Regions from separate parts of the Sus scrofa genome. Here all the other regions are linked to region 4. Evidence: chromatin contacts called from public Hi-C and HiChIP or PLAC-seq data. All regions are on one chromosome and are shown on one strand. The core of a region is the stretch at or near the end of the contact, and the rest is flanking DNA. Distances in the headings are between cores, read along the strand shown.

Region 1 (2,700 bases), core at 164-2,663, 250 kb after region 4:
AATAGCTAAATAAAGAGGAAAACTTCCTATTCAAATGTTTAGTGATGCTTAGAGATGTATATTATTACTGAGTGTGACTCTGTCATATACTAATAGTGTAGCCTTGGACAAGTCATTTCACCTTGATGCCTCAGTTTCTACCTTTGTAAAATGGAGACATGTCTTCTATGCCTACTTTACTCCTGTGTAGATCAAAGGAGAGAAAGTATGTGAAAATTCTCCATAGAAAAGAACGCTCATACAGTAATACAGTTACTGTATTGAAGGGTGGAAAAGATTGAAGGGTGGAAAAGCAAATATTTAGCTAGAAGACACAATATTTTAAAGTCATTTGTATGAGAAAAAAATAACTTTTCTTCTTTCAATTAACAAACTCTAAAATTTAAAACCAAATGTTTCCTTGCAGCTGCTCCCATTTACTAAAAATGAAACCTGAAAACTACCTCCCACATCAACTCCTCCCAACCCTCTACAGTGAAACCAGGACACCCCCACAATAGCCCCAAGTTCTCCACAACTTCTGCAGGAAACTAGATGTTGAAGAATGTGTCTTTTAACCCAGAAAGTGTCTCTGGCAGCCCCCACATGTTAAAGATAAATACAGATCTGCATTACAAACGTATTTCAAACTTCTGAATATATTATATTTTAAAAAGCACCTGGTCATCAAAAGTGATAAGAAAGCAATAAATTTTCCTAATTTATACTGTTCACAATATGAACATAAATGGGTTGGGATGATTATTCAAGTTTTTTAAGAAAAGGAAATGAAAATAACTTCATTTTCATCAGATGACTTGGATAGTTACTAGAAATTAACTGAGTCTGTCTCCTTTCAAAAAAGGGGGAGGGGGAATAAGGAAGTGGGCAGGGGGGCAAATTATAGAGATATGCACAGTGTAGTAGGAAACTAAGTAAAATAGTTAAACAAAGAGGAAAATAAGAATAACAATAAAGCAAAATAAATCTAGGAGGAAACCGCTCCCCCATATTTCTGATTGCAGTTATCGTGCGTTGCTCCCCAAGAAAACAAAGAAAGCTCAGGAAAAGCTGAGACCAGCTTTCTCACCAGTCATTCTCCTCTCACCATCCCAAAGAGAATTCACACTTACCAGCAACTAAGAAGAGAGTCAAACTCAGTAGTAGCTGAAGATCAGAAGTTACCCAAGTGCAGGGCATTTCTGTTTTCTTATTTTCTGACCTTCACTCAACACTGTTCCTCCACACAGGTGTAAAAAGAGCTATGGACATGGTGAGGCTTTCTTTGGTCGACTTCTCCAGGAAGTGCTGGATCCTCTTAGCCCATTAGCAACATGATACTCTTTTCCTCCTACCCCCTTCCTTCAATTCTATGTGTTTCAGCCTGATTAGTAACTTGGAACAGAAGAAACTCTTCTCTGGAACTTGACACAGCAATAGATTTCCTGTATGAAGCACTGAACCAAAGACGGAGGAAGCAGATTGACTGAGTTATCTTTCAGCTCATTGGTCTTCCTCTCACTTCTGCTGTACATAGATAAACTTTACAGTGAGGCATTGAACATGCCCAAGATAAACCGATTTGCCTAAACTTAATTTAAATAGCAAAACAGGATATTTATCTATATTTGGCCCATCCCTATAAATTTCCCCTATAAATAACTTTTAGAAGCTTTCTCCAGTTGAAGAGATATCTAGCCTCAGTAATCAAGTTAGTAATAAAAAGATTTTCCCTTAAAATTCTCATGTGATTACTCTCTATAAGGGAGTAGCATATAACTCAAGAAGCAACCTAAATGTATTACTTTCCTATTACTGCTATAAATTACTACAAACTAAATGGCTTTAAACAACACATAATATTTATTCATAGTTCTAAAGGTGTGAAGTTCAAAACAGATCTTACAGAGCTAATATCAAGTGTTGGTAGGGCTGTGTTTTTCTAGATACATGGGGAGAATCTGTTCTTTGTCAATTCCAACTTCTAGGAGTCACCTGAGTTCTGTGTCTAATGGCTGCATAATTCCCACCCCTGTTCCTTTGCCACATCTTCTCTGATGGTAACCCTCCTACCTCCCCCTTATAGAGATCTTTGTGATTGTATTGGACCACCCGGATAATCCAGAATAATCTCCCCATCTCAAAATCATTAACTTAATCACATCTGCAAAGTCCTTTTTCCCATGTGAGGCTACAAATTTGCAGGTTTCAGAGGTCAGGGCATGGACATTGTGTCAGGGGAGCATTATTCTGGCTTTCACAGTTCAGTACTTACTTCCATTCACTTTCTTGTTTGAAGAGCTAGCTTGATCATTTGAACTAAATTACAAATAAACACTCATCTTTAGTTGCCACACATCTGAAACTTAACACTTTCAAAAAAAAAAAGTCCATGATTTTCTTTTCTGCAGAAAGTTTCCTTTGTGTCGTATATTATATTTCAGATATAAGTGATATCATATGGTATTTGTCTTTCTCTTTCTGACTTACTTCACTCAGGATGAGAATCTCTAGTTCTATCCATGTTGCTGCAAATGGCATTATTTTGTTCTTTTTTATGGCTGAGTAGTATTCTGTTGTATATATACCACATCTTCCTAATCCAATCATGGACTTGGAGAATAAACTTGTGGTTGCCAAGGGGGAAGGGGAGGGACTGGGAGGGACTGGGAGCTTGGGATAAATAAATGCAGAATGTTGCCTTCGGGATGGATTAGCAAT
Region 2 (2,700 bases), core at 113-2,612, 140 kb after region 4:
ACATTGTCCATCTCCTATCTCCCCCAGAGCATCATTCAGTTGTACTAAGATGCTTACCTCCATTCCAAGGGTCAGCAGCAACATACAAACTTCATCTTTCCAGTAGCACGACCTGTCCACATAGCACTCACAAAGGAGGAGACCTGCTTCCTCTCCAGGGTCTGTGACTTCCATGGAACCCCAGGAAACTGTGCAGTAGGCACAATGACTTTCAGAAACAAAGGGATACTCTTGTGTCGGCCACAAACTACCCTGCTCAATAGGTCTCTTGCTCTCCATTTTCATAAAGATAGCATAAAAGAGAATATGAAAAGATGTCCATTTCATCATGTTAAGGATCTAGATAAATGATTAATCTCATGGTCACATACAACTGTTTTCCCGGAAGGATCATATTCCTCTTAACAGGCAAGTCATAATAGCAATTTGAAACATAATTCATTTCTCCTCCCCTAAGCATCTTAACATTTGATAGAACTTCACATTTCTTCTTATTTTAGTGTATCTTGTTTAAATTTATGTATTTTTTCTGATTTTGAGCCTGTGCATTTTTTTTTCTCTCCCTCTTGGTTAAATTTAAAGTTTTTGGAGTTCCCATGGTGGCATAGTGGAATTGCATCTGACTAGTATCCGTGAGGATTCAGGTTCAATCCCTGGCCTCACTCAGTGGGTTGGGGATCCAGCATTGCCGTGAGCTGTGGTGTAAGTCACAGATGCAGCTCAAATTCCCACACTGCTGTGGCTGTGGCTGTGGCCAGCAGTTGCAGTTCTGATTCAACCCCTAGCTTAGGAACATCCATATGCCGTGGACGTGGCCCTAAAAAGCAAAAAAAAAAAAAAAAAAAAAAAAAAAGCAGTTTCTCTTGATTAGTCCTGTGGTCTCCTTCTACCTGGGGTGAGATGATCATTTCTTTCCTCTCTGGTGATTTCCATACCTCTAAGGAGCTCTCTCCTCAGTGTGGGGAGGTTTAGAGAAAAATGGACATGACTAGAAATGGGAAACTATGTCTGAGGTGTCTCTGTGTAGGGGCTCTGTGTATTAAGTAGAAGAAAAGTTTTAGGGAAGGATACATCAGGAACTTTTTTCCTACATACCATGTGGGCTCAAGGGCCATTTGCAAGAAGGTGGAATGAATAACAAGACTTTGCATTTCTATAGCACCCTTCCCAAGGACATTTATAAATATGGAACGATTATCCTCAAAACACTGTCTTCAATCGTTTATTTTCATATTTCATGAAGGGACACCAGACCAGGAGAAGTATCTCAACTCTGTCAGTTTTACCCAGCCCAGAGATGAGTCCTACCCTTCAAAAATGAGTGATGTCATCCAGCCGACCACTGCTGCTCCAGCCTGAAGCCTCCTGCCTCTCTTTGATTCTCCACTGTGTGCAACCAATGTTCTTGGCTCCTTGTGTGATCTTAAAATGAGTGTTGGGTGAATCAGTCAGAAGATTTGGACATTCTGTTCAGAAAATGTGATAAATTCATCAAGATTTGCTGGATCTGCAAAACTCCTGGCATTCTCAGTAGAATAGCAATCTTCTGTCCCCAGATGACTTCATGAAATGTGGGACTTGTGTGAGGAGATGATACAGTTTCTCCATTGCCCTGAAAGAGACACACCCTGTCACAGCTCCCTGCCTTTATCCATGATGTCTTCTCTTCCCTGCCCTTGTCTACCTGTAGCATTCCTCTGCATATTTTAGGACTCAGTTTGACCATTATCATCTTCATCCAGGCTTCACATGCATTCTCAAGTTCTGCTTTCTTAACAGAGTCCCTAATTTGGTCAGGTCTCTAGTCACTCCCTCCCACCAGGGTGAATGCTTGGTGAAAGGCACTGACCTTAGCCCAGCTCTATGAAAGGCCTAATTAGTGTAAGCATAATCTCAGCCCCTTTGCTAGAGATTGTATCTGTGACTTTGACCAATCAGACAAGAGAGGAAGCCTATGGGGGCTCTTGGTCCTCACTCTTCAGAGGAAGAAATGGGTTTGGGGAAGAAATGGTCAGGCTTCTTCCTCTGGGCATGCTGTGTCTGGCTACAGCCTTGGGATGGCTGCTACCTACTCACGTCCAGCTTGAGGATGAAGCAAACACTGACACTGATGATAGCAGAGCAGAGAAAGGATAAAATCCAGTCTTGAAGGCTTTGTAAAGCCATTGAAACAACCAGACTTGAAGTTGGCCCTACTTCTGGATGCCTTCTTATGTAAAATAGTAAATGACCTTATTAACTGTCAGAGTCCTACTTTGTTTCTTGCAGCTGAAAGCCTCATAATGTACCCAATGCTTTTCCTTAACTACAAGCCACATCTTCAGTAAGAACTGAGTATTCCTTCCTTTGATTGCTAAAGGTATATACCTTTTTTAATACATCAATACTGGATTTTAGTGATCTGCTTATTTGCCTATCTTCTTCACTGTGAAATCTTTTTTTTTTTTTTGGTCTTTTATATTTTTAGGGCCACACTTGTGGCAGGCATATGAAAGTTCCCAGGCTAGGGATCGAATTGGGGCTACAACTGCCAGCCTACACCAGAGCCACAGCAACGCGGGATCTGAGCCACATCTGTGACCTACACAACAGCTCACGGCAACGCAGGATCCTTAACCCACTGATCAAGGCCAGGAATTGAAGCCGCAACCTCATGGTTCCTAGTCGGATTCGTTTCCACTGTGCCACAACAGGAACTCC
Region 3 (2,700 bases), core at 46-2,545, 230 kb after region 4:
GAAGTATGTCCCTAATGATGAAATAAAATTTGATAAAGTGGACATTATCAAAATTTTAAAATTTTGCTCTTTGAAAAATATCACTAATAAAATGAAAGGTAAACCACAGATTAGAATAAAATATTTGCAATATGTGTATTTAACAAAAAATTGCTATGTAGACTATGTGAAGAACTTTTACAATTCAGTAATTTTAAAAATCAATTTTAAAAACAGGCACATGACTAGAACAGACACTTCACCAAAAAAAGAAAATTCAAACTTCTAATAAATACACAAAAATTTGTTCCACATTAGTAATCATAGAGGAACTACTGATTTAAATCACTGAAAGATAATGATTACACACCTATAAGTATGGCCAAAGTTAAAAAGATTGATAATGTGTAATTGGCAAGAGTGTGAAGCCATTGGAACTCTCATACATTACCAATGGGAATGTAAAAGAGCATAACTACACTAGAAAATTCCTGCATTTTTTTTTCAAAAGTCAAACACATGCCCACATATAACCTCACCATTCCAATCCTAGGTATTGACCCAAGAGAAATAAAAACCTATGTCCACACAAAGATTTGAGCATGAATGTTCGTAGCAGGTTTATTCACAATGATCAAAGACTAGAAACAACCCAAATGCCAATCAACAGATAGACAAGTTATCCCTATGATGGAAAAGTATTCATCAATGAAAAGGAACACACACAACATGGATGAATCTCAAAATCATTCCCTTGAGTGAAATAAGGCAGACAAAAAAGAGTACATAGTACACACTACACAAAGTACTACTACTAATATAAAATGCTGACTCATCTATGGTAACAAATAGCAGACCAGTGGTTGCTTACAGATGATGGGAATGAAGGCAAGAATAGACTACAAATATACATGGAGGAATATTTGAAGAATAGTGGAAATGTTTTGTATCTTGTTTGTGACGATAATCACAGGTACATAATACAACTGTCAAACCTCATCAAATTGTACCTTTTAAATGGACACAGTTAACTGTACATAAATTATTCCTCGATTTAATTAAAAATACCAGAAACATCAGGTTTCAGCATACATAATATTAAAACATGCATCTACACAAATAAACACAAGATAAAACACAAATGAAAAGCCCTTGACGCTGAAGATAATTTTTTAAAAAACCTTTTCCATGTAAGTCAAAATCATCAGTAGGAGTAAGATTGTCTTGTGATTTGACTACAAATGAAACCTCTTAGTCACTTTGAACACTCGCTTTGAGTTTCCCTTCCCAAGTTGTCATTGTCATATGCCTGAGCAAGTATATACCACCCACACAGTGGACACTGTACAGACATGACTGTGCAAACCTATACTCAAAGGCTTCCTCCAGTGAGTGAAAAAAGGCTCTCAGAAACAGCACATGGTTTTCTGCTGCTGTTAAAACAGTTTTTATGTATTGTAAAATCCTGAGCTCTACTGACTAAAAATGTTAGAGGTAAGCATTTCTGATATTTAACCATTCCCAGGATAAAAAAAGAAAAAACCCGATTCAGTAACTATTATTAACCAAAATAGAACATGGATTACACCATTACTTAAATAGTTAATGTAGTTGCTTAGATAATTATTTCTAATGTATGAAGATGGGAAACAAAAAGTTAAAGATTTCCCGCTCTTTCATTTATCTACATGGTTTTGGGAGAATACAAACAAAGCAGTAAGGTATTTCATAAAATGAATTTTAAGCTAAAAGAATCCTAAAATTGAAGCAAAACCGTAGACTAAAATATTTGGCTATGTTCCAAAAAGATGACTATACAGTTGTAAAAGAGAACAATGCAGAATAGTTTTATTTTTACATTTCTTTTGATATTTTTCTCTAGGACTTGAGGCTTCTATGCTAGTATTGAACTAATTAGAAGTTATTCTTATTGCTTATTATGGACTTTACATCTTTACTTTTCATCTTCATAGTTTTTAACATTTAATGAACTTCCTACTTTAACATAAACACAACACAGTATACATTGAAATACATTGAATATGTTTTAACACATTGAAATCTGCGAGAATATTCTGATATTTTACATAAAGAAAACCAAATAATATAATTATTTCATTCTTCATTTGGTGTTTCAAGCTTTCAAACGTCAAAACCCTGCAAGTTATTATGAGTACGGATCTAAACCATTTTGGATTAGGCAATGAAGCAATAAAATAACTCTGTGCCATTGTGTTTATTTTAAATGGAAACTTTAATCTTTAAGAGAGATATGCTGCTTCATTTTTACTGGGTTTAAAACCTCAGCGTGTAATGTTCTTAGGATACCATTCACGAGTTATCCCTTACTTATTAAATGAATCTTTCCACAGAAAAGAAAATCATGGACTTGGAGAATAGACTTGTGGTTGCCAAGGGGTCGGGGGGTAGAGTGGGATGGCTGGGGTGCTTGGGGTTAATAGATGTAGGCTATTGCCTTTGGAATGAGTTAGCAATGAGATCCTGCTGTGTAGCTCTGGGAACTATGTCTGGTCACTTATGATGGAGCATGATAATGTGTGAAGAAAGAATGTACACATGTATGTGTAACTGGGTCACCATGCAGTACAGTAGAAAATCAACAGAACACTATAAACCAGCTATAATGGAGAAAAAAATCATTATGTAAAAAAATTTAAAAAAAATAAATGCAACTCTGAGACTGACATCTTAATCACACAA
Region 4 (2,700 bases), core at 62-2,561:
TAATAGGTCCTTAAAGTCTTTTATTCTTTTTCTTGAATATCCCATGGCTTCCACTAACCTACACAGAATGTGCATAACATTCGTCATCTATGCAATGGTAAAGTTGAAATCAAGTCACTTTAGCAACCTGGATTGTACGGGGAAAGCCAGCCCAATCCTGACCTGTGTCTTCCTGGGGGGACTCAGACTTTCTTCCCTCCTGTAAGCATCAGCCACTAGATGGCACGCTAAACACACAGGAGGGAGAAAACCTAACTGCCACCTCAGTGTCTCCCCAGTTTTCCCCACCGCACCCTCTCACAGACTCACAAGCATTTTTCAACCTCAACACATAAAGCCTCTCCTGGGACCTCAGAAAATATTCCCAGGAAAGTCCAGGGAGCATACATCTGTTAAGAGCAGTTAGGAAGCAAGTTAGCATGCACCTCTTTCTGGAAAAGCCCATACCGATGTATGATTTGCAATGATCTTCAATTTCTAGTCCATTTCTAGTCAATTTCTAGGCTTAAAATCTCTGGTTTTTGTTGTTGTTGTTGTTGGTCTTTTTAGGGCTACACCCATGGCATATGGAGATTCCCAGGCCAGGGGTCCAATCGGAGCTACAGCTGCCAGCCTGCACCACAGCCACAGCAACGCCAGATCCGAGCTGCCTCTGTGAACTACACCACAGGTCACGGCAACGCTGGATCCTTAACCCACTGAGCAGGGCCATGGATCAAACCCAGAACCTCATGGTTACTAGTCAGGTTTGTTTCCTCTATGCCAGAACTGGAACTCCTCCTAAAATCTCTATTTTTAAAAGCACTCCACCTAGATCTTTCCTTTTTTTTTTTTTTTTTTTTTTTTTTTTTTTTTTTTTCTGTTACCTAAGAAAGAAATAGTAACTAATTGCAGAGAGAGAGAAAGAGAGTGGAGAGAGATTTTTGAGATCAATGTTGAGAGAAATGTAAAAAGAATAAAATCCAAAACTAGATTTTAGAAATCCTAATTTAGGAACACACTGACAAGACACTGCCTGACATTTGTCACACAGTAATTTGGAGGGAGTAAAGGAAAGAATGTGCAAAACAGAATTACTTCAGTGACACTGGGATAGGGGGGATTATTTGATGAAAATCATACTAAACATAAGGAGGCAAGCAGAGGAGGGTGTGCTAACTGAGCAGAACTGCACTGACCTGGGACTAAGACTCAGGAAAATATCCTGTCCCAGGCACCCGAGAGAAACTATCGTTTCTGTCACATACACTTGATCCTCTGCACAGAGCAACACTGTGTGGATCTTACTGACTGGATTCAAAACATTGTTCTACTGCCTAAAAAAAAAAAAAAAAAAAAAAAAAAAAAATTATTTACTGAAGAGGAAACTATGAAAACAAATGAAGAGGAAAAAGATGCAAGTTCTTCATGTGGTCTTGAAGGGAAACCACCTCTCCCACTCTGTGATAACCGGTACCCCCAGCAGGAAAAAGAGCAGAGCCATTTTCTTCCCTTTTTCCATTTGCAGACTTTAATCAAAATTCAGTTTTCAGCCATGTTTATGGTGTTCAGAGTGAAAACGAACTCTTCTCTTTCTTAGTATAGGACAAACTAAAGTAATAAACAGCAAAGTCAAGGGGAAAGCCCATAATCAGGCTGCTGCTGCGGCCCAGGGAGGCTCCGAAGAAAGGGTAATCCCCAAAAAGAAACACCCTGAACTTGTCCCTGAAATGTCAACAAGGTCACAGGCTTAATCCAAAGTTAAGGTATATGTATACTTAAAAAAAAAATAAATAAATCAAAATAAAAGTTACCTGGTAGATATGGGCCAAAACTTTGGGGGAGAACAGTTTCAATATCCTTTTTTTTTATTCATTTAGTTTTGATTACTTCAGTTTTTTTGTGTTTTTTGTTGCTGTTGTTATTTGTTTGTTTTTGGTGGTGGTGGGGGGACTTAAAGGACTTTTTTCCAAGTGGAAAGTTGTTTAATTAAGAAAATGTTGAATTCTTTTTTTTTTGTAGTTTTTTTATTACTCAATGAATTTTATTACATTTATAGTTGTACAATGATCATCACAACCAAATTTTATAGCATTTCCATCCCAAACCCTCATGCATCCCTTCACTTCCCCCAATCTGTCTCATTTGGAAACCCCAAGTTTTTCAAAGTCTGTGAGTCAGTATCTCTTCTGCAAAGAAGTTCATTGTGTCCTTTCTTTAGATTCCACATGTAAGTGATAGCATATGACCTTGGTGTCTCATTGTCTGACTGACTTCACTTACCACAATAATTTCTAAGTCCATAGCCACAAATGCTGTTATTTCTTTCCTTTTAATGGCTGAGTAATATTCCATTGTGTATATGTACCACTTCTTCTTTATCCACTCCTCTGTTGATGGACATTTAGGTTGTTTCCATGTCTTGGCTATTGTATAGAGTGCTGCAATGAACATTGGAGTACATGCATCTTTTCAAGTCATGGTTTTCTCTGGCTAGATGTCCAGGAGTGGGATTGCTGGATCAGATGGTAGTTCTATTTTTAGTTTTCTGAGGAATCTCCATACTGTTTTCCACAGTAGTTGCACCAATTTACATCCCCACCAACAGTGTAATAGTGTTCCCTTTTCTCCACACCCTCTCCAGCACTTATTGTTTGTAGACTTTTTGATGATGGCCAAGGAAAATATCGAATTCTTAATTAAAGCAAATTGAAGTATCTT

What was found. A called contact is a pair of places that touch in the nucleus more often than the background predicts. HiChIP or PLAC-seq counts read pairs in DNA pulled down with a chosen protein or histone mark.
Region 1: an H3K27ac HiChIP or PLAC-seq map of alveolar macrophages shows a contact between it and region 4, with 13 times the contacts expected there. The contact joins the promoter of CD200R1 here to the promoter of CCDC80 in region 4. A contact is called at or near these places in 1 of 5 promoter capture datasets (liver), 33 of 47 Hi-C or Micro-C datasets (adipose tissue, alveolar macrophages, blood and 15 more) and 2 of 2 datasets of contacts at active chromatin or transcription factors (alveolar macrophages and skeletal muscle).
Region 2: a Hi-C map of mesenteric adipose tissue shows a contact between it and region 4, with 3 times the contacts expected there. The contact joins the enhancer-like site here to the promoter of CCDC80 in region 4. A contact is called at or near these places in 21 of 47 Hi-C or Micro-C datasets (alveolar macrophages, blood, brain and 12 more) and 2 of 2 datasets of contacts at active chromatin or transcription factors (alveolar macrophages and skeletal muscle).
Region 3: a contact with region 4 is called in an H3K27ac HiChIP or PLAC-seq map of alveolar macrophages. The contact joins the enhancer-like site here to the promoter of CCDC80 in region 4. A contact is called at or near these places in 5 of 47 Hi-C or Micro-C datasets (alveolar macrophages, mesenteric adipose tissue, omental adipose tissue and 2 more) and 1 of 2 datasets of contacts at active chromatin or transcription factors (alveolar macrophages).

What each region holds. Positions count from the first base shown.
Region 1 is chr13:146,951,848-146,954,547 of Sscrofa11.1, reverse strand. CD200R1 (CD200 receptor 1) reads right to left here and starts at 1,413. Exons shown (of 8, transcript NM_001243546.1): 1 at 1,113-1,413. The coding sequence starts at 1,179.
Region 2 is chr13:147,065,268-147,067,967 of Sscrofa11.1, reverse strand. It overlaps CD200R1L (CD200 receptor 1-like), which reads right to left. Exons shown (of 6, transcript NM_001244415.1): 6 at 1,207-1,612. The coding sequence ends at 1,528. Among named protein-coding and RNA genes, the nearest start is that of CD200R1L, 42 kb to the right of the region's middle. Within about 2 kb of position 1,362, at least 9 of the 83 cell types and tissues checked have an H3K27ac peak or open chromatin away from gene starts, as enhancers often do. A contact at or near this core is called in mesenteric adipose tissue, omental adipose tissue, retroperitoneal adipose tissue and 1 more, where this site is marked.
Region 3 is chr13:146,967,981-146,970,680 of Sscrofa11.1, reverse strand. All of the region lies in intron 1 of CD200R1 (CD200 receptor 1), which reads right to left. Among named protein-coding and RNA genes, the nearest start is that of CD200R1, 16 kb to the right of the region's middle. Within about 2 kb of position 1,295, at least 4 of the 83 cell types and tissues checked have an H3K27ac peak or open chromatin away from gene starts, as enhancers often do. A contact at or near this core is called in alveolar macrophages, where this site is marked.
Region 4 is chr13:147,201,944-147,204,643 of Sscrofa11.1, reverse strand. CCDC80 (coiled-coil domain-containing protein 80) reads right to left here and starts at 1,311. Exons shown (of 8, transcript XM_003132680.4): 1 at 1-1,311.